Linked DNA regions of Sus scrofa: regions 1, 2, 3, 4, 5 and 7 are each linked to region 6. A link is a contact called in public Hi-C and HiChIP or PLAC-seq data. All regions are on one chromosome and are shown on one strand. The core of a region is the stretch at or near the end of the contact, and the rest is flanking DNA. Distances in the headings are between cores, read along the strand shown.

Region 1 (2,700 bases), core at 59-2,558, 310 kb before region 6:
ACAATTATGAGCTTTTAACTTTTTCCTTAGACCAAAAAGCCACCACCCAGGCGGAGCCTCCTTGAATGATGGAGGTCACGGGTGTTGGGGACAATTGTCCCGGCTTTCTTCCTCACGTGGAGGAAGGCGGAGGGTTGGCGGAGTCGCCGTAGCCGTGGAGGGGAGACGCCTGGGCAGGGGAAGTCCCGGCTGGCACCGCCCTTCCCGCACCTGCTTCACCCCAGGGAAGGGAAGCCAGAGACTTTGGGACCAGGCCCAGGACACCTGCCGGGGCAAAGCCGCCTCTGGAGACCCGGGTTCCGGGCCCCGCCCCCACCACTCACACCTGAGAGTTTTCTTGGAACTGGAGGCCACCCTCGCCCACCGCCCAACCAGGAACTGTGCTAAGGGCTGGGAGGCGCCGACTTTCCGCGAAGAGAAAAGACACCTCAATGGAAAGAGGCCGTGGCCACACTTTGCTCAGTGATGGCACCTCAGGAGCAAGGACCAAGCCCTGTTGGGGTGCCGTGGGTGTCCCAGGGCTTTCGGGGGGGGGGTCACGGAAATTGCTGGAAGACCACAAGGCAGCCGCTGTGATTTCTGCTCGCAGGCTTAGCCCAGGGAAGAGCGGGAGATGGGGTGGGGCGTGGGGGGCTGTGGGAGAGCAGGGTCTGCCCGCCTCCAGACCCTGCAGCAGAGGCTGTGGGCCCCAGAACAAAACTCTGGGCCCTCCTCCCCCGAGACAAGGAGGCCATGCTGTGGCCACCGCTCACGAGGAGAAGGGAGTGTGCCCACTGCTCACGAGGAGAGACAAACACTTGAGTTGCGAAACCGAGGCCTCAGGGGTCCCACTTCTGCTTTCCCTGCGTTGGAAGGCGAAATGCTTTGTGAGCAGAAACCTGGTCAGGCGGCTTTGGAAGCCGCAATGTCAAATTCATGGTGCATCGCCAAGGGACGGTGCCCTTTGGGGCATACATTTTCTAAAAGGATCCCCCTTCCCCTCTGTATAAACATCTCTCCAGAAAGGTCCTGGGCCTTCTGGAAACGGGAGGCAGAAAGCTAGACGCCGCCTCCTCCCCGGACTCGGGGAACCCCTGTCCCCGGGGGTGGGGGGGGGACTAGATGGGAGGGGACAGCTCTCCTGGGCCAGGGGTCGCCAGGATCCAAGGCGGGCGGCCCGAGGAGAAATCGGGCCCGCGGGCGATCGGAGGCCCGCGCCCGCTGGTGGGGTCCGGTCTGGGGTGCGGCGAGGCCCGGGGCGCGTGACCCGAGTCCGGGCTGCGGGCCCTGCGGGCGGCCGGGGCGGGGCCGGGTCACCGGGGCAGGAGCGCGCCCCGCCCCGGGGGAGGGCCCGCCCGGGCGCAGCCACCTTAAGGGCCGGGCGGGGCGCGGAGCCGGGTCCGGACCAGGCGGGGTCGGGACCAGGCGGGGTCGGGCCGCACGGGCGCGGGAGCCATGGCGTCGTCCGGGCCGCCGCCGCCGCTGCTGCTGCTGCTGCTCGTGCTGCTGGCGGGCGCGGCGCGGGCCGGCCTCCACTTCCGCCCGGGCTGCAGCTGCTACCGGCCCCTGCGCGGGGACCAGCGGACCCAGTTGGGGCACAGGTCGGGGACGGGGGGCCGCCCGACTGCCGGGGCCTCGCGCGCTCTCCCGCCTCTAGGGACCCTGCCGCCTCTTTGGGGCGCCCTGCCCCCCTTGACCTCTGCGGGTCAATGCAGCCCTTTGCTGCGGGGGCAGTTTCTCTCCCATTTGCGGCCTGGGCCAAAAGCCCCGTCAGCGCAGGAGGCAGGCCAGCCGCACCTGCCCGGCATTTGGGGCATCTGGGGCCTTGCTGGGGGAGCGGCCCGGCTCCTGCCTGGTTGCGGGGCGCGGGGAGGGAATGCGCTGCCTCCTGGATATTCTGGGAGGGTGGGGGTCTGCCCGCCCTCTCACTTGGGGGAGGGGAGAGGGCTGCCCGTGCCCCCCACCCCTGCGCCAGGAGCCCCCGTGCTGATTCTGCCCGTGGTGATCTGTTCCCAGGACGTACCCCCGGCCTCATGAGTACCTGTCCCCATCGGATCTGCCCAGGAGCTGGGACTGGCGCAACGTGAATGGGGTCAACTATGCCAGTGTCACCAGGAACCAGCACATCCCCCAGTACTGCGGCTCCTGCTGGGCCCACGGCAGCACCAGCGCCATGGCTGGTAGGTAGGGGACCACAGCCCCTCTTGGCTGTGGGCCTGGAAGGCCTGTCCAGCTGCCTTCTTGTCGGAACGGGTGGCTGCAGCGTAGGGTCGGGGGCCTGTGATTCTGTGCCAGGACTCGGCCTCGGGAGCTCTGAGCCTTTCAGGCCGAGGGACGCACACCCGGGGCTTGTGGGCGCCTGGCAGTCACAGGACTGAAGCCCAGTGACACCTGGCTCCCGGTGCCTTCTCTCTCCGAGGCGTGTGACCCCAGCCACTGGGGATCAAACCACAAACAAACTCCTCGGACCCCCCACTGGTGTTTGGGCACGTGCACGTGGAGCTGCAGTGCCTCATATCTGAGACCAAGGCCTGTCCTGGGCCTGGAATAGTGAGCAAGGCCGGCCCGCTTATCATCTGGACCTTAGCCGGCTGGCCGCAGTGAGGGCGGGAAGGAGGGGGAGTTGAGGCGACACCACGTGAGAGGGCTGCGAGGCCTACCTGGGGCGGGTGCTGACTGGGAAGGACGTGGGCAGGGCCCCCCCGAGAACGTGGAGCCAGA
Region 2 (2,700 bases), core at 69-2,568, 290 kb before region 6:
ACTAAGCACTGAGTTGGGTCCCACTCCCACCTCATGTATTAGGTTCACGACCTTAGGCAGGTCACTGGGGCCTCCTGTCTCAATTTCTTCTTTTCCAAAATGAGTAGACGAACACTCAACTGCCTCTGGAACGTGGAACAAGGAGTATGAAAGCAGCTAGCGAGCACGGGCTTCCGACTAGCTAAACCCGACTCCATCCCCCGCCCGAAGCTCCAACACCGCGGAATGGTCCAACACTCGGATCTTTGTCACTCTCCACCCCAAACTCTTGAACAAGTCTTACTTTTCAGCAGCTCTCAAAGGCCCTTCAGACGGCGCTCCCTCCCAGACCTCAGGCCACTGCTTCCACCAGGCCACCAACCACACAGGCCTCCTTTCAGCTCCAGGAACACAGCGCCTATCTTTGCCTCCTGGTCCCCCGGCTTCATCGCCCCCGTGCGCCACCCGCCCCTCCACCGGGCACGCCCTGTCCACGCCTCCCCTCCAAGCTATCACTCCGACGTGTCCCAAACACACCCAACCTCGACCTGTTAGAAGGCAGGGTCCGAGGCTCCCGCAAAGGGCAACGGAGTCGCGGTCACCCGGGGGACGGGCCTGAGAAGCTGGATTCGGGCGGGTCTTAATGGGACTCGGGTTGGGGTCCCCCGGCGCCCGCGCCCGCTCCCTCCAGGGGAGAAGGTTCGGGCCCGTCCGCTTCCAAAGTCCCTTGGCCCAAGGATTGATAACTCAGCCAAAGCACTCAAGAGCAGGTTCTACAGGGAGGAGAAGTTCCACGTCCCCCTCGCCACGCGGACCTGGATTCTGTGGGATTTGTAACTACTTTTTAAACTGCGGGGCTGAGCCCAGCGCTCCACCTTCGAGGTGGTGTCCGACGCGCCTGGGCGCCCGGCGCTCCCGGGACCTGGCTCGAGGCCGCCCCGGGGCGGCCGGCGGGTCAGCTCGGGTCACGATCGGGGCCGGCGCCCCTGGGGCCGGACCGCTCACTGCGGGGGCCCCCTCGCCGGCGCCCCTCGCCCCGCGCGCTCGGCCCCGGCGGAGGCGGCGCGAGGGGCGGGCCCGGGCGACGGGGGCGCGCGGCGGGAGGGGGCGGGGCGGGCTGTGCTCGGGCCACGCGGCGGGGGCGCAGCCGGCCCGCCGGCGACGGAAACCAAGAGTCCCCGTCGGGGGCGCCCGGTGCCCCCCTCCCCCGCCCTCACCTGGCCGCCGTCCGCCTCGTCGCCCCACTCGGCCGCGCTCCCGAAGTAATCTTCGTCCATGATGGCGCCCGGCGCGGCCCCCGCCATCCTCTCCCGCGAGCGCGCCCGAGCCCGGCGCACGCATGCGCACGGCGGGCAGGAGAGCGCACGCGCGGCCCCGCGGCCCCGCCCCCTCCCCCACCGCGGACGCGCGCCTCGGCCCGGGCGGGAAGAGCCGGGCCAGGGCTAAGGGGCGGGGCCTGGACGGAGGGGCGGGGCCTGGACGGAGGGGCGGGGCGCAGAGGGCGGCCGGAATTGATCCGGGAGCACAACCTGGCTGGAGCCGCGGGCTCTGGGCTCCGGGCAGACGGGAAGACGTCTCGAACTACTTTCACACTTGGCCCGGGCTCGGGTCCCAGCCCCGTCCCTTCTCCACTGAGAGCTCGTTCTCTGACCATCCGTTTCCTCTTCTGACACCTGGGCCCCAGACTTGGCCTCCGTATCAGGCACAGGGTTTAGGGCCATGAAAATATTTCAGTTCTTCTAAAATGAGAAAATAAATAAGATAATAATGAATCCAGGCTGGATTATATTTGTACAAGTATAATTTGTATAAAGAACTAGCACAGTGTAAAATAAAAATTTTTAATATTTCTTTACAGAAGAAGGGCCCTCAAAGGCAAATGTCATAGTGTGGCCCTGGAAAAGGGGGCCTTACCATGGAAGTAGTTGCTAAGGGTAACTGATATGATGCTTTTACAGGCAGTCAAAAAATGATAGCCTATTAATTTCCAAAATATATAAATACGGAGTTCTATATGCTACGGGTGTGGCCCTAAAAAAAAAAAAAAAGACAAAAGACAAAATAAAATGAAATATACAAATACTCATATAGCTCACTATCAAAAAAACCAAACAACCCAATCAAAAAATGGGCAGAAGGCCTAGACAGACATTTCTCCAAAGAAGGCAAATAGATGGCCAACAGGCACATGAAAAGATGCTCAACATTGCTCATTATTAGAGAAATGCAAGTCAAAGCGACAATGAGGTGTCACTTCACACTGGTCAGAATGGCTCTCCTCAAAAAATGTACAAATAGGAGTTCCCGTCGTGGCGCAGTGGTTAACGAATCCGACTAGGAACCATGAGGTTGTGGGATCAGTCCCTGCCCTTGCTCAGTGGGTTAACGATCCGGCGTTGCCGTGAGCTGTGGTGTAGGTTGCAGACTTGGCTCGGATCCTGTGCTGCTGTGGCTCTGGCGTAGGCTGGTGTAGGCCGGTGGCTACAGCTCCGATTCAACCCCTAGCCTGGGAACCTCCATATGCCGCGGGAGCGAAGAAATAGCAAAAAGACCAAAAAAAAAAAAAAAAAAAAAAAAGTACAAATAATAAATGCTGGAGAAGGTGTGGAGGAAAGGAAATCTCCCTATGCTGTTGGTCTGAACATAAACCGGTGCGGCCGCTGTGGAAAGCAGTACGGAGGGTCCTTAAAAACTAAAAATAGAACTACCATACGATCCAGC
Region 3 (2,700 bases), core at 115-2,614, 340 kb before region 6:
TCACTCTAACTACTGTAGGATTTGGGTTTTTTTCAGTCCTAGGTACCACAAATTGCACTTAGCAACTACCTAACCATATTATTTCCTTCCTGTCTAATGTAATTTTTGTTTCTTTTTATAAAGGGCTTCGGCTATTTAAAAAAATTATCCTCCCTCCTAAATTAACCTGGCTTTTATTTGTTTTTAACAATCAAAGGAGCTAAGAACAAGAATGAGGCAATGCTTCTAACTAGCTTCTAAGTAGCCAAATGTAAAAATCTTCCTCCATAGCCATCGTTCAAAACAGCAAATTGTTTTCTTAGGGGGTACCGACCGTTTGTGGATTGTGGTGGGGACCGGGGGAGGGAGGGCTTATCCTGAAAGCTAGGCCGGTTTGTCCACTGATCAAGGCTCATTTGTGGATGAAGCCACGTGCCGTTCCTTCCTGCCCCTCACACCTTAGTCATTCACTCATTTATGCAACAAACATTATGTAGGTGCAGGGGATGGTTGGACAGGTCTGGCAGGGGCCTCAGCCTCAGGAGCTTACAGTCTAGTGGAAGCCAGACAGATAAAGAAGGTGACTCCATTAGTTCGTTCACTCTGCAAATAATTATTATTGCCTTTTTCAACAAATAGCCATTGAGCCCTTCCTGAGCATCATCTTTGACCACGACAGGCAAGATCCTTGTCCTCAAGGGCTTACATTTGAGTGGAAGTTAAACAAGGTGATCTCAGGGAGTGAGAAGTGCTAAGAAAAATGCAACAGGATGTTGTGACGGAGGCACTAAAGGCTGGGGGCGCTGCCGAGGAAGGGGACACCGAGCTGAGACCCATCCCCTAAACCCAGCGCCAGGGAGCTTTCCATCTGCACTGCTGAGCAACTGCTGAGCACTCGTGCTTCCTAACCACACCTCTGCCGGGCGCTAACCGCCGAGGGGCAACATCTGTGGGAGGATGGGTGAAAGGAGCAGAGGGCTGACCGCCTGGATGGTGGTTTGACTGGTTAGCTGATGAACTGGTTGACTCTGGTCCCTCCACTGCCTGGGTTGAGACAGGAGGTAGGAGGAATTTTCTAATGGGGCCCCGTGGACATCTGCTCAAAGGAACACCGAACACCGCAGGGACTGTCAGAGTAAGCGGGGCCGATTGGACCCGTCCACAGACCTCGCAACACAAGGCAAGCACCGGCCGGCCGAGCGAGGAGGTAGAGGCCAGCCGGGCCGGGACCAACTCCGCCCAGAGTTCAGCGCTCCCGCCGACGCCCGCGAGGGGGCGGGCCGCGCCTGCGCAGCACGGCGCCCGCGCTGGCGGCCCCGGACCCTGCCCTCGGAACTGCGCCGGCGCGGTGCGCCTGGCGCTAAGGGGCGGGGTTCCGTTGCGCCGCGCGCAAGGCTGGGGCAAAACCCGGGCCGGGATAGGGCGTGGGGCCGCGCGTCGGGACGTCCCTCGCGTCGGGCCCGAGGGCGCGTGCGCACTGGGCGGCCGGCGGGGCGGCTGAGGGGCGGGGCGGGGGCAAGAGTGGCCTCCTTGCCTCTTTGTGCCCTATCGCCGCCCGGACACCGCGCAGGCCGCCGGCACCATGAAGATCTGGACTTCCGAGCACGTCTTCGAGTAAGTTTGGGGCGGGAGTGGGTCGGCGAGGGCCACGGGGCCACTGCGGGGGGCAGGGCGGGGCGGGCCTGGAGCCGCAGCGGGGCCGGGGCGCCCCTCAGGAAGCTTCCCGGCGTCGGGCCCTCGGGGGGAGCTGGGCCCGAGCCTCGGAACCCTGGGGGGCGCGGGCTCAAGGTCACGTCTCCGGCGACGCCCGGGGCACGGCCCGCAGAGGAGACGGCCTGGGACAGGCTCCACTCCGGTGACGGGGGCGTCGCCGGGCACGAGGTCCTTACCTGCGCTCGGGGTGGGCGAGCCCCCTCGTCGTCGCCCCAGGCCTTCTTGCACAGCCCCGTGGGACGCGACCCCGAGGATCCCCGAGGAAGGCGTGGAGTGTCGAGGTCTGGCCGCCAGGTTTGGGTGGAGTTGCTCACCCGGAAAGTGGATCTAGGGTGAGCCCGGGCGACCAGGAAGCAGAACTTTTCCGGCAGCTCCTTGACCTGAGGATTGGAATTTGTGGCCTTGGAATTTGAGTCCAGGGTCCAGATTGGGCTCCAACAAGCTGTGTGACCTTGGGTTACCCGGTTTCGTCCGAGACGTGGAAGGTGGTGGTGTCCTCAGGGCCTGCCAGCGCTGAGATGCCTGCGAAGCCACGTTCGTTATCATCTTTTGGTTTCGGAGAAATACTTAGGAATGAAAGTAGGCCCTAAATCGGTCGAATGTTGGGAATTAAATTCCCTTCCAGGTCTCTGATGCTCCCTGCAGCAGAACCACACATTTAGATGGCTGGATCCTTTTCTGCCTAAGCACATGGTTGGTAATCTCACTACTTTTTATTGCCTAGTCTTTTTTCTTCTTGATTTGAAATGCCGCCTTTGTCCTAAACACTGTTGTGATTTATGTTTTAATTCATTTCTGAGCTAACTGCTCTATTCCACTGATGTTGCTATTGTTGCCACACTGTTCTAATTTTTATAGCTTGGTAGTTTGTTTTAGCTTAACCATTTGATTTTGTTTTAAACAGTGTTTCCAAGGACAGTTTTTCAACGAAGCTGTAGACTTTTTACATACTCAGTGACTCAGGCACAGGCCAGAGGTCACTGGGTCCTGGAAAGTATAGAATGTTGG
Region 4 (2,700 bases), core at 65-2,564, 410 kb after region 6:
ATTCGCTTGAATTTGTGAGGATGGGTTCGATTTGCATATGATTTGCCTGCGGAATCAGATGTGCTTGTAGAGGTTGTCAAGACTCTTTGGTAAATAATCTGACCTTTAAGTTTTGAGTGTCCGTGTTAAGATTTTTCTGTAACAGGAATGCCTTTCCAGTGAGAAGACATTTTTATGACTGTATCTTCCCTGCAAAAAGTATGTTTAAAGCTCACATTTTAGTCTTGGTTTGTAACAGCTGAGATGTTTCTAAGATTGTTCTGGTTGCCCTTGCTGTTCTCATGGATTCAGCGCCCTACCCACTGACTGGTCACAGGTGTGGTTGTGAGTGTGTGTGATTTCACCACCTGACGTCCCCTTCCTGTTGACTTAAACAGCCAGTTTCTTCCCGAGTCAATGGAAAAGCACCAGCTGGTTTCTTAAAGGGGTCTCAGCGATAGAACCATCTCAGCGCCCCCCCCCCCCGTGACATTTCACCCTTGTTAAGCATTTTCATCAGCACCTTTCCCACTCCAAGAATTCGAGAACGTTTTCAAAGTTGATGGGTCGTGATGGAGCTTTGCAGATTTTCAGAAAGATCTGTCTTCCACTTCCGGGGTGCGACGTATGGGGCTTTTTCACTGTCAAGTTGGGCCAGATCTGCCTAAACGGAGTCCTGTTTCTGCAGTGTGGGTTTTTTTCCGTTCATGCTAGAAATGCGATTTTTAAGCATGACTAAAGACTGCACTTCACAACTCTCTGCTTTACCCAGCGATGATTCACGCATAATTCCTCCAGGTAGTTGGCCCCAAATTGTGCAATGATTGTGTTTTAAACAGACACGGAGAAGAGATCACAGGTGCCTAAACGGCCACAAGCCGCTCCGTTTTCCAGGTTACAGGAACTGACATTAAGAGCAACTTGGAAGCTGCGAGAAGGAGTTGGGATGTGGCCGGAGCTGGGTGCGCCGGGACGCGGGGCCTCTGGGCGGCGATGCCTCTGTATTGATCTCAATAAATCTCCCTCTTACTTGAGGAAGTGCCTGTGCCCTTTCCTGGTTTCAGCCGCGCCACCCGCGTCCACGTGCAGCCCCGCCTTGGTTGGTTAATTGCCGCCCCGGGGGGAGGGTGGGCTCTGTTGTCCCAGAGGGGGCGCCGGGGCGGGGGCGGCGATGACGCGCGGCCACCGCGTGGAGCGGGGATAACGCGCGCCGGGGCCCGGGGGCCGGGGGGCTGGGGGGCGCGCGGAGCCGAGGACGATGCGGAGGGCGGGGGCAGAGGCGCAGGCGGAGAGGTCGTCGCGGGGCGCCGATCGTCCCGACCCCGCGGGCCGCCGGCCAGACGGGCAGGGGGCGGGCTCAGCCCGGCCCCAGCTCCTGGCCGCGCAGCCCGGGGTCCGCACCCGCGGCTACAGCCGTGTTGGGGACCCGCAGGCCGTACACTTGGCGCTCGACGTGGCCTCAGACGTCTTCGTCGTGCGAGTGCTGCTGGAGGATTCCGGGGAAATGTGCCGAGTGACCAACTGCCACAGCGACATGACCGTGCGGGAGCTCAAGGAGGAGCTGGACCTGAGGCTTGGCATCCCCTTCAACCTCCAGCGGCTCCAGTACCTGGACCAAGGTGGCCCCTGCCCGACCCCTTTCCTGGCCGCACGTACTCCCCAGACCCAGTCCCCTTCCCATCCTGCGGTGCAGGAGGGGAAGCCTGCCTAGGAGCACCCCCAGAGGTCAAAACAGACCCCAGTCCCCTGGAACCGCAGGTGGAAAAGCCAGCCCTGACCACCTAAGGAATTCCCAACTGCAGAAAACCCGGGTCCGCCTTAGACCTCAAATCTCCTGGCAAACCCCACCTGTGTTGGGTCTCCAGTCCCAAAGCAAGGTGTGCGACCTGCCTACCTGAGCAAACCCTGTCCTCATCAGAACCCCAAATCCCCAAGCAGCAGGACCCTCAGACCCCCAGACCCCATGTCTTCATCTGGGACCCAAGTCACAGAGCTGGCAGTGCCATCCACACAAGACCTCAAGGGAAACATCTGTTCTCAGTGGGACCCCACAGCCTCAGGCAAACCTGCTGGTCAGGACCCCAGGTGGAGGCAAACTTCACATCCCTGTGCTGGGCTGTGGGCCATCAGAACGCCCCAGCCCTGCCCCAGAGTGAACCCCAAATCTCCAGGGTTACCATGACTACCCCAGAATCCCAAATCTTTCCATAACTGTGTCCTCACAAGGGCTCTAGAGCTCTGAACAAACCCACTCCAGGACCCTCAAACCAAGGCCAAACCCGCCCCAGACTGAACCCCAAGTCCCCAGGCTAACCGTGTGACCATCGGCAATCGTATAGACTCAAGGACGTCAAAGCCTTAAACTCTGCCCTTCCCAGGGCCTCGTCTCTCTCACGAACCGTACCTACGTTTGAACCTCGGATACAATCCCCAAGTGACCCCTGCTCACAACCGAAACCTAGATCCCGGATCCGACTCGACCCAGATCGTGACCCCAGATCCCAGGCCGGATCCACTCGATTCGGAGACCCCAGTCTCTTCTTAACCAGTTGCATACCCGAACCCCAATCCTTCAGCCTCCTCTGTCTACATAAGGATGCCAGAGCCCAAAATGAACTCTGCTCGCCTCTGGACTCCCAGATTCGAAACTAACTCTGCCGGCATCTGAGAGTTGGTTCTCAAACTCACCCTTGCTACACCAAAACCCCAAGCCAGCTGTCT
Region 5 (2,700 bases), core at 63-2,562, 380 kb after region 6:
TCCCCTTATCCCTCTAGTGCCTGTAAGGTCTGTAGTGCATCCCTTTCATTTCTGCTGTTGGTAATTTGCTTTCCTCTCTCGCTCTCATTTTTCCCTTTCGTGATCAGTCTTGCTAGGGTCTATCGATGTTACCCATGTTTGTAAAGAACCGTTTCCCGGCTTTGCCGATTTCTCTGTTGCTTGTTTGCCTTCTCGCTGATTCCTCTCCTTACTCTTTCCTCCCTTCTACTCGCTTGAGTTCCACTTGCCTGTAGTTTTCTCGCTTCTTAAGGAGGAATCTTAGTATTTTTCAGCCCACCTTCTTTCCTCCTCTAAGCGTTTAATTGCACATTTAGTGTTTGTGTCTTTGTGATGTGCTGGCTCTGTTCCTAGGAAGCGGCTTTCCTGCTCTCGGGGCGGGAGGGATCCGCAGCTCGTGGTCTTCTGGGCTGTCACGGGAGCCCCTCTGGCCCTCTTGGCTTCCTCTCTGTCAGCGTGTGTTCGTTTACCTCTCTTTACCCAAAACCTTAGGTGTCTTTACGTTTGAAATGTTCCTCCTCTCGTTAGAAGAGAGTTTGGTCTTGCTTTTATGTCCAATCTGATAGTTTCTGCCTTTACCTTTTTGTCTTTTTAGGGCGGAACCCGCGGCCTATGGAAACTCCCGGGCTAGGGGTCCAATCGGAGCTGCAGCTGCTGGCCTACACCACAGCCACAGCAACACAGGATCCGATCCGTGTCTGCGACCCACACCACAGCTCACGGCAACTCTGGATCCTTCACCCACTGAGCGAGGCCAGGGATCGAACCCGTGTCCTTGCGGACACGAGTCGGGTTTGATAACGCTGAGCCACGATGGGAACGCCCCAGTTTCTGCCTTTTAATTGGAGTGTCTAGTCCATGTGTGTTTAATGTAATTATTGATATTTTTGAATTTAATTCTGCCATTTTGTTATTTGAACACCATTTGTCTCATTTGTTCCTCTGTTAATTCTTTCCTGCCTTCTCTTGAGCTAATTGAATATTTCTATGGTGTTGCATTTTAATCCCTCTACTGGGGATTTTCAGAAAATACGGTGTCTTGCAGCAGTGGCTCCGCTCAGCCCTCTCCTCCTCTGTACTTTGTTTTCATATACATTGTTATTATGTATGTGTAATGTATTCACAAAATTTTTTTAAATTTAAAATGATATACTACAGAGATTCTGGATTCTGTTTTATTTTTCTAAAATGATTTGGTTTTTTTTTTTTTTTTTTTACGTAGCAGGCAGTTGTCTTGTCTGTTTCCTTTGTGGTAAGCAGCAGCTGAAGCCTCTGCTCAGTTGGTTTCATTTCTGGCTGTGGTTTTTCTGCTAGATCCCTGGGGTCTCTCCCTGTGTGTGTCGCTTAGCAGTCAGCCAGAGCTCTCAGGAAAACGTAGACCCAGACTTTGGACCTTACTTGCAAATTTCTCCCATTGCTGTTCATCTTTTAGGAAAAATGTCCCCTCTGGATCCCACCTTCTGGTTTCTCTCCAGTGTTCTTAAATAGTTGTTTTGTTGTTTCCTTTCAAGATTCTGCAGTTGTCATCTGCAGGAGCGGAAGCCCGACCAGGCGACTGCGTTATTACAAGAAGTCCTGACTCTTGCAGAGGTTCTGTTTCTGGGATGGGATTTTCCCCCTGCTCCCTGTCATCACCCGATTTTCCTTTCAGCTCTTGAGCACGTTTATAACAGCTGCTTTCACGGCTGCTAATTCTTTTTTTAGTTAAAATAGAGCTGACCTACAGTGCCGTGCCAGTATCTGCTGTTCAGCAAAGTGACCCAGTCGTGCCTATATATACAACCCTTTCTTATGTGATCTTCCATCACGGTCTATCCCAAGACACTGGATATAGTTCCCTGGGCTGCACAGCAGGACCTCCCTGCTTCTCCATCTAAATGCAGTCGTTTCCGTCTACCAACCCCGAACTCCCAGTGCCTCCCACTCCCCCCCCCCCCCCGCCCCCGGCAACCACAAGGCTGTGAATCTGTTTCTTTTGTAAAGAGGTTCATTTGTGCCATGTTTTAGATTCCACGCAGAAGTGATATCGTGTGGTATTTGTCTTTCTCTTTCTGACTTAATTCACTTAGTATGAGAAGCTCTAGTTGCATCCATGTGGCTGTAAATGGCATGATTTTTTCCTTTTTATGTCTGAGTAGTATTCCACTGTACCTCTATCTTAATCCATGCATTGTCAATGGACATTTGGGTTTTTCCCACGTCTTGGCTATTGTGAATAGTGCTGCAGTGAACATAGGCGTGCGTGTATCTTTTTGAATTACAATGTTTTGTCTGGATGTGTGCCCAGGACTGGGATGGTTGGATCATGTGGTCGCTCTGTATTTAGCTTTCTGAGGAACCTCCAGACTGTCCTCCGTAGGGGTCGTACCAACTTACATTCCCACCAGCAGTGGAGGAGGGTCCCCTTTCGCCACACCCTCTCCAGCACGTGCTGTTTGTAGACTTATTCACATGGCCATTCTGACCAGTGTGAGGTGGTGCCTCATTGTAGTTTTGATTTGCATTTCTCTAATAATTAGCATCTTTGCATGTGCCTGTTGGCCATCCATATGTCTTCTTTGGAGAAATGTCTATTTAGGTTAAAGTCCACTAACTCTAACACCTGGACCTTCTGTGGATTTGTTGCCGCTGACTGAGATTTTTGTTGAGTATGTCGCATTTCCCCCTTTTTCTTCATGTCTG
Region 6 (2,750 bases), core at 175-2,674:
ACAAACCCCCACAACAGTCATCTTCCCAGGCCCTCCCCAGTAAAAGATTCTACTGCTGGGCTAAGGAAAGGTTCAGGTGAATTAAATAGAAAACCCTGTGCTATTGGGGCGGGGGGTTTAATTTTCACATACACGCCCTGGTTTTTTTGTTTGTCTTTTTGTTTTTAAAGTTCGCATGGAGGGGAACGCTTAATTTCCTGTCTGGGAATGGTAAACGAGGAAGCTAGCACCTTACAGCCTCACAAAAAGAGCCCCCAGGAAAAAAACAGGGAAGCAATTATTCACAGGGAACACGGCCACCCAGAGGGCTGCGAGGCCATTAAAAGAAAACAGGGGGGGAAAAAAAAAATAATAAAACACCAGCTCCTTCCTCGTTTGGGGGAGGGTATGGTTCATTTGCAAGGATTTAGGTCTGAGATCCTGCATCTCGACCCTGAGAACCAAAGCGAGGCTCAGGATGCGGGGGCGGAGGGGGGGGCGGCTAAAACAAAATGAAACAAAAAAGGCCCAAAGCTTCCAAATCTTAGCGCTAAAACATATGTAAATTGGAGGCGGCCGGTCGTGCAGTGACGGCTGGGGGGGGGAAGGGGGAGGAATTGGAAGGGATGCGGAAGTGAGAGAGGGCAAGGCAGAGGTGGAACGGGGGCCTCAAACTGTTGTTTTTTTTTTTCCCCCATCCAGGGTTATCGCTGCTCTCGGACCTTTGCCAAGAGACCTTGCACTTCCGTGCTAGACTTATCTTCTTTTTTAAACAGAGAGACAGACAGAGACAGACAGACAGGCAGAGCCGCAGTGCACACGGGGCGTGTGTCGGAGAGGCCGCCAAGAGACTCACCGCAGCAATGCTACGTGAATGCAGAGGGCTGGAGGTGGTGTGACTACTCACTTGCTCGGCTAACAGCTGCCGGGTTTGGATGGAATTATTCCGCAACAACAAGAAAGCGTCGGTTAAACGCCTGGTGGCCATGGCTCACCCTTTGTGATTCCCCTCTCAGGGGCCCCCACCCACTTCAAGTCCAGGTTTATTCACTTTCTTTCTTGCAGCTTGGCCTAGTCGGGCCCCCCCCTCCACAGAAGCTTCTCTTGACAAAGCCTCAGGCCTTTAGCCAAGCAGGTGCTGCTTCGAGCTTCCTCTGAGCGCAAAGACCCCTCCCCAAATAACCGCCCAGGCTTTCCAATTGTCTGAGTCCCCCTCCCCACGACCTGCTTCGATCTCTAAGCACTTAAATCCCCCCAATCCTTGCGTTGCTAGCCAACTTCCCAGAGACCCCCTCCCCAATCCGACCTCGGATCTACAAGCGTCTAACTCGCCAATCCGGCTCTGGACTGGGAGGCTCTGAAGCCCCCTACCACATTAGTCTCTGACACCCTTTAGGGCCCTGGTTCCCTCTGGTTCCCTCGCTCTAGCAGGGCTCACACGCGTCTGGGCCGTGCCCTGAGGCCTGCCTCTGGCTCAGTTCCCCCAGCAGAGGCCGGGGAGGCCTGGTTTAGGCCCCCTTTGGCCAACCCGAGGCCAGGCCTGGGCCCTGGGCTGCTGCTGCTCCCCACTGGGGCCTTGTCGGAGCCTGCTAGGGCCGGGGCCCGACCTCCTGACCCCTTCCCTTTGTGGGCAGCCCGCTTCTCCACTGCCACAGCAGGCTGCCGGCCTCCAGGAGGGCAGCAGGGCCTGCCCCCACGGCCTCCTCACTCCTCTTCTCCGGCTCCCTCCATCCCCGGATCTGCCTGCTGCTCAGCCCCGGGCCGTTTCCGTGCTACGGTCCCGGGTTCTGGCGTTCCCCCTGGCCCTCTTCCTGTCCGTCTCTCGCGAGTGCCCCCCTGCGACGTTCACAAGCCTTGCTCGCAACGTTCCGGGCGCGGGAGATCCCTACCCCTCTGCCCCGGGGCACGGGCGCGCTCCGCCCTCTCCCGGGGTGCTCCCGGGACCGCTCGGTTTCCCCTTCCCTAACTGGGCCTAGGCACCGGGAGCGGGCCTGCGGGCAGGCCTGAGCCTCGAGAGCGTGGCCCCCACGTTGCAGACAAGTGCCAGGGGCCTTGGCGCGCTTATTAGAGTGGAGTCGAGCGGCAGGCAAATTTGGGCTCCAGCAGCGCCGAAGTTTCGAGACGCGCGCGGAGTTGGGGAGGGAGAGGAAAAGTTGGAGACGACTGCCTCTGGAGGCCGAGCACGCTCCACTGCAGGCGGCGGCTCGCGCTCGCTTTTTTTTTTTTTTTTTCTCCAATTCTGAAAAAAAAAGATGTATCAGAAAAACAACCAGGAGGGGGGGTAAAAAAAAAATGCCAAAGCTACAGCTAGAGCTCCAGGCCGCCTGGGCCGCGCCGCTGCTGGCAGCCGGGGGGGTCGTGGGGGGCGCCCGCCCTCCCCGGCTGCAGCTTTCTGTAGGGGGCACTGCAGGGTTGTAGAATCTCAAGTGGAAAAGTTCCCCGAAACTTCGACAGCCCCCCGCCCCCAACAACTTTTCCCTACCCCCTGGGCCCGCGTGCCAAGCCTGGCCCCGCGCCCCCGGCGCCCCCGGCTCGTTTTCCCGCAGTCGGATCGGGTCCGGGAGACCCCCCACGACCCCGACACTCTGTTGGGTGTCCGGATAGGCGGGATTCGGGAGGGGGCTCCGCTTGAGCGCGTTGGGATCCAGCTACCCGAGCCCGAACGCGGCGGGCAGCGGCCCTGCGGTCACCCCGCAAGGGAGGCCAGAGTCCTGCGGGGTGTCTGGCCCCGGGGCCACGCCACGAGCCGCCCAAGGCCACCCCACCGGTGG
Region 7 (2,710 bases), core at 58-2,557, 330 kb after region 6:
GGGTTGATGTTGGGATCAAAGCTGTCTTCCACAAACCGCCACACAATGCTGGATTTACCCACACCTGTATCCTGAAAGAGAATGAGACAGGTGAATCAGAAAAGGTTTACCTGCTTGAAGACACTGAAAACGATCTTGTGCCAAGAGCTGAGGACTTTAGAAAAATCATCCTGAATTTTAGAAGTTAAGGGACACCAAGGAAGTCTTTATAAACATTCAGTGGAGTACTTCGGAGATTTCAAAACGGATTGTAGGAGAGGGGTTTTGAGCTTTTAAGAGACACGAGAACCTTCTGAAAGACCCAAAGTCTCTGCTTAGTGTGAAAAGTGACAAACTCACTTGCTTTCTGACCTGTATAACTCACTCTGAACTCTTGAATTACTTCTGAGTAATCCCTGATATATCCCAGCCCCACCCAATCTGGGAAAGAGGAAAACCAATGGAAATCTTTATCAGTCTTTCAAGCAGCAACTCAGGAGAGCATCAACCTCAGATATGCTCCCAAACAGCAAAGGTGCCTTGACAAGACAGGAAACTTAAGCTGCAAACTAATTTTGGGGCCTCCTGATTTGAATGTCTCCCCCCGCTCCACGAAAAGTAACTCTTCCTGAAGTGTCAGGGGTATCCCACAAGTTCAAAAGACCAAGCTTTGTAAAACCTAAAGGCCTGTTATGGGTTTTACTTTGCAAGACTGGGCCAACTCCTAACTAGTACATGGGTAGGAAACTATTCAAGAGCTGCTCTTAACCTAGATGCAAGGGGAGGCAGGGAGGGCTCTTCATCCTCTGGGGGGCAGGACGACTCCTAGGGCTCCAGACAAGGCGGAAGGTCCCCCGGCCCAGCAAAACCTTCAGGAGGGAGCGGCCCGGTGGGCTGGACGGCCCGGGGGCTGGAGGGTGGGTCCCGGGGCAGGTAGGCGGCGTCCGGCGCGGAGGTTGGGGGAAGGGGCGGGGGGATGTGGGCACGCCCGGGTCCCCGGCCCGCCCGGCCTCCCGCGGCCCTCCTGGCCAGCCGGTCACCACTCACCCCCAGCAGACACACTTTGAGCTCCCTCAGCGCCATGGCCCGGGAGCAAGGGGCGCGGGCCCGCCGCCGCCCTAAGTTGAGGAGGGAGAGGCCCGGCCCAGCACGAGCATCCCCCGGCGCCGCCGCCGCACGGCCTAGCCCCGGCTGCGGGGCGCGTCTAGGCGGCGGCCGCCCGTTCGCCGGCCCTCGGCCCGGCCCGTCCGTCGCCAGCCGCGCGGGGCCCTCCTCAGCAGCCGGGACGGTGCGGCGGGCTCCCGGGCGCCTCCGCTGCCGCCATCTTGGGACGCCAGCCGGGTCACCTGACCTCCCCGCCCACCTCGGCAGCCACCTTCGCCGAGAGGGCGGGGCCGGCCGGCGCCGCGAGGCTGGCGGGGAGGCCCGGGCCCGGGGGCGGGGCCCGAGGCCAGATTCCCCGCCCCTCTCCCGCCGGCCCCGCCCCCTCCCGCCGGCCCCGCCCCCGGGCCCATCCCAAGATGGCGGGTGAGTGGGGCCGGGCTCTTGGGGCGCCCCCTCCCCTCTAGCCGTGATCGCCCCGCGAGGCCGGGGGAGCCCTATCCCGGCCCCGAGCCTGCCTGCCGCAGCCCCCTCGTAACTTCTTGTGTGTCTCTTGGTTTTCAGAAATTCCCCCGGTACTTTGTGGACTTGCCGGATGACTTAGACGATTGTAAGTAACAGTTGGGGCGTCCCCGCCCCTGCCCGGGAACCTCTCACAGAATTCGGGGTGCACTGAACTTGGGGGTGGGACCTACAAACTAGGCTCGGCGCGTTGGGAGCAGAAGAGCGGGACCCCAACTGTCTAGACCACTTGTGGCGGTCCCTCCTCTCTGCGCGGGGCGGCCGAAGATGCGGAGCCCCCTCCCCGCCACCGGGAGGATTTTTGTTGTTGGGACACTTCTGACTTCCTGTCACTTTCTTCCTCCTCCTCCTCCTCGTGCCCCTGCGGCGGCCCTGCGGGGACCGGCGTCCAGAGTCCCGGAGGTGCTGGGCGGGAGGAGGCGTGGCCGCCGTGGGCGTGGGGGAGCGACCCCCCGGGTCTCCGCTTTGCCCTCCCTGGGCACTTCCCCGAGGGCGGGCAGTTGGGAGGCCCGGCTCTCCGGTGGCCGCCGCGGAGTTCTCACGCGTCCTGGCCGCAAGCTCACCTCCGCCTCGTCCAGGGAGCCCCTTGTCGCCCGCCTTTCTCCAGGGGTCTCCTTCTCCTGTCACGTCGTACCCTGTCCTTTAACATCGCTTTAAGGGCAGATGGCTGGGGAAGGTTTTCCTGGACTTGCAAGTTCCTAATTGTGGTGAATGAAGCTTTGCTTTTCCATTCAACAAACATTTCTTGAGCACCTGCTGGTTCTGGGCTGGGCCAGCCCGGCACCCACAAAGATGAACCATTCACCAGGCTGACTCTCAGGGACTCAGGGTCCGGGGAGAGACTTGTAAACAGATAATTACCACGTGGGGGATGCCTGCTGGTGAAGGAGGTCGTACATCATCACGGTGGTCAATATTAATGGGGGGGGGGGCTACTGGGCTCTTCCTTTCCCCACCTGCACGTTTCAGAATAGTAAGAACTGGTGTTTACTGAAAACACCATAGGTCAGGCACAGTTTAAACCCTTTACACACATTGTCTCTCTTATTTTTATTTTATTTTACTTTATTTATCTTTTTGGTCTTTGTCTTTTTAGGGCTGCACCTGC

What was found. A called contact is a pair of places that touch in the nucleus more often than the background predicts. HiChIP or PLAC-seq counts read pairs in DNA pulled down with a chosen protein or histone mark.
Region 1: an H3K27ac HiChIP or PLAC-seq map of alveolar macrophages shows a contact between it and region 6. The contact joins the promoter of CTSZ here to the promoter of STX16 in region 6. A contact is called at or near these places in 1 of 5 promoter capture datasets (fetal liver), 2 of 47 Hi-C or Micro-C datasets (embryonic fibroblasts and epiblast stem cells) and 1 of 2 datasets of contacts at active chromatin or transcription factors (alveolar macrophages).
Region 2: a contact with region 6 is called in a Hi-C map of liver, with 5 times the contacts expected there. The contact joins the promoter of NELFCD here to the promoter of STX16 in region 6. A contact is called at or near these places in 6 of 47 Hi-C or Micro-C datasets (embryonic fibroblasts, epiblast stem cells, heart right ventricle and 3 more) and 1 of 2 datasets of contacts at active chromatin or transcription factors (alveolar macrophages).
Region 3: a Hi-C map of liver shows a contact between it and region 6, with 4 times the contacts expected there. The contact joins the promoter of PRELID3B here to the promoter of STX16 in region 6. A contact is called at or near these places in 4 of 47 Hi-C or Micro-C datasets (alveolar macrophages, fetal skeletal muscle, heart right ventricle and 1 more) and 2 of 2 datasets of contacts at active chromatin or transcription factors (alveolar macrophages and skeletal muscle).
Region 4: a Hi-C map of mesenteric adipose tissue shows a contact between it and region 6, with 2.1 times the contacts expected there. The contact joins the promoter of ANKRD60 here to the promoter of STX16 in region 6. A contact is called at or near these places in 1 of 5 promoter capture datasets (liver), 13 of 47 Hi-C or Micro-C datasets (alveolar macrophages, brain, embryonic fibroblasts and 8 more) and 2 of 2 datasets of contacts at active chromatin or transcription factors (alveolar macrophages and skeletal muscle).
Region 5: a Hi-C map of retroperitoneal adipose tissue shows a contact between it and region 6, with 1.8 times the contacts expected there. The contact joins the enhancer-like site here to the promoter of STX16 in region 6. A contact is called at or near these places in 7 of 47 Hi-C or Micro-C datasets (embryonic fibroblasts, mesenteric adipose tissue, omental adipose tissue and 3 more) and 2 of 2 datasets of contacts at active chromatin or transcription factors (alveolar macrophages and skeletal muscle).
Region 7: an H3K27ac HiChIP or PLAC-seq map of skeletal muscle shows a contact between it and region 6, with 6 times the contacts expected there. The contact joins the promoter of RAB22A here to the promoter of STX16 in region 6. A contact is called at or near these places in 3 of 5 promoter capture datasets (fetal liver, fetal skeletal muscle and liver), 3 of 47 Hi-C or Micro-C datasets (fibroblasts, heart right ventricle and liver) and 2 of 2 datasets of contacts at active chromatin or transcription factors (alveolar macrophages and skeletal muscle).

Annotation. Positions count from the first base shown.
Region 1 is chr17:59,147,985-59,150,684 of Sscrofa11.1, reverse strand. It overlaps CTSZ (cathepsin Z), which reads left to right and starts at 1,308. Exons shown (of 6, transcript NM_001123104.1): 1 at 1,308-1,580; 2 at 1,996-2,159. The coding sequence starts at 1,435.
Region 2 is chr17:59,127,694-59,130,393 of Sscrofa11.1, reverse strand. It overlaps NELFCD (negative elongation factor complex member C/D), which reads right to left and starts at 1,318. Exons shown (of 15, transcript NM_001113698.1): 1 at 1,197-1,318. The coding sequence starts at 1,283. It overlaps LOC106506736 (a long non-coding RNA gene), which reads right to left. Exons shown (of 3, transcript XR_001302258.2): 3 at 1,450-1,718.
Region 3 is chr17:59,183,742-59,186,441 of Sscrofa11.1, reverse strand. It overlaps PRELID3B (PRELI domain containing 3B), which reads left to right and starts at 1,364. Exons shown (of 6, transcript NM_001113697.1): 1 at 1,364-1,593. The coding sequence starts at 1,562.
Region 4 is chr17:58,433,283-58,435,982 of Sscrofa11.1, reverse strand. It overlaps ANKRD60 (ankyrin repeat domain 60), which reads left to right and starts at 1,314. Exons shown (of 4, transcript NM_001128449.1): 1 at 1,314-1,598. The coding sequence starts at 1,484. It overlaps PPP4R1L, which reads left to right. Exons shown (of 13, transcript XR_002340199.1): 13 at 1-1,017.
Region 5 is chr17:58,460,168-58,462,867 of Sscrofa11.1, reverse strand. All of the region lies in intron 4 of PPP4R1L, which reads left to right. Among named protein-coding and RNA genes, the nearest start is that of ANKRD60, 27 kb to the right of the region's middle. Within about 2 kb of position 1,312, at least 12 of the 83 cell types and tissues checked have an H3K27ac peak or open chromatin away from gene starts, as enhancers often do. A contact at or near this core is called in retroperitoneal adipose tissue, where this site is marked.
Region 6 is chr17:58,839,015-58,841,764 of Sscrofa11.1, reverse strand. It overlaps STX16 (syntaxin 16), which reads right to left and starts at 1,424. Exons shown (of 8, transcript NM_001123199.1): 1 at 887-1,424. The coding sequence starts at 967.
Region 7 is chr17:58,513,582-58,516,291 of Sscrofa11.1, reverse strand. RAB22A (RAB22A, member RAS oncogene family) reads right to left here and starts at 1,307. Exons shown (of 7, transcript NM_001123174.1): 1 at 1,027-1,307; 2 at 1-71. The coding sequence starts at 1,062. It overlaps PPP4R1L, which reads left to right and starts at 1,470. Exons shown (of 13, transcript XR_002340199.1): 1 at 1,470-1,506; 2 at 1,645-1,690.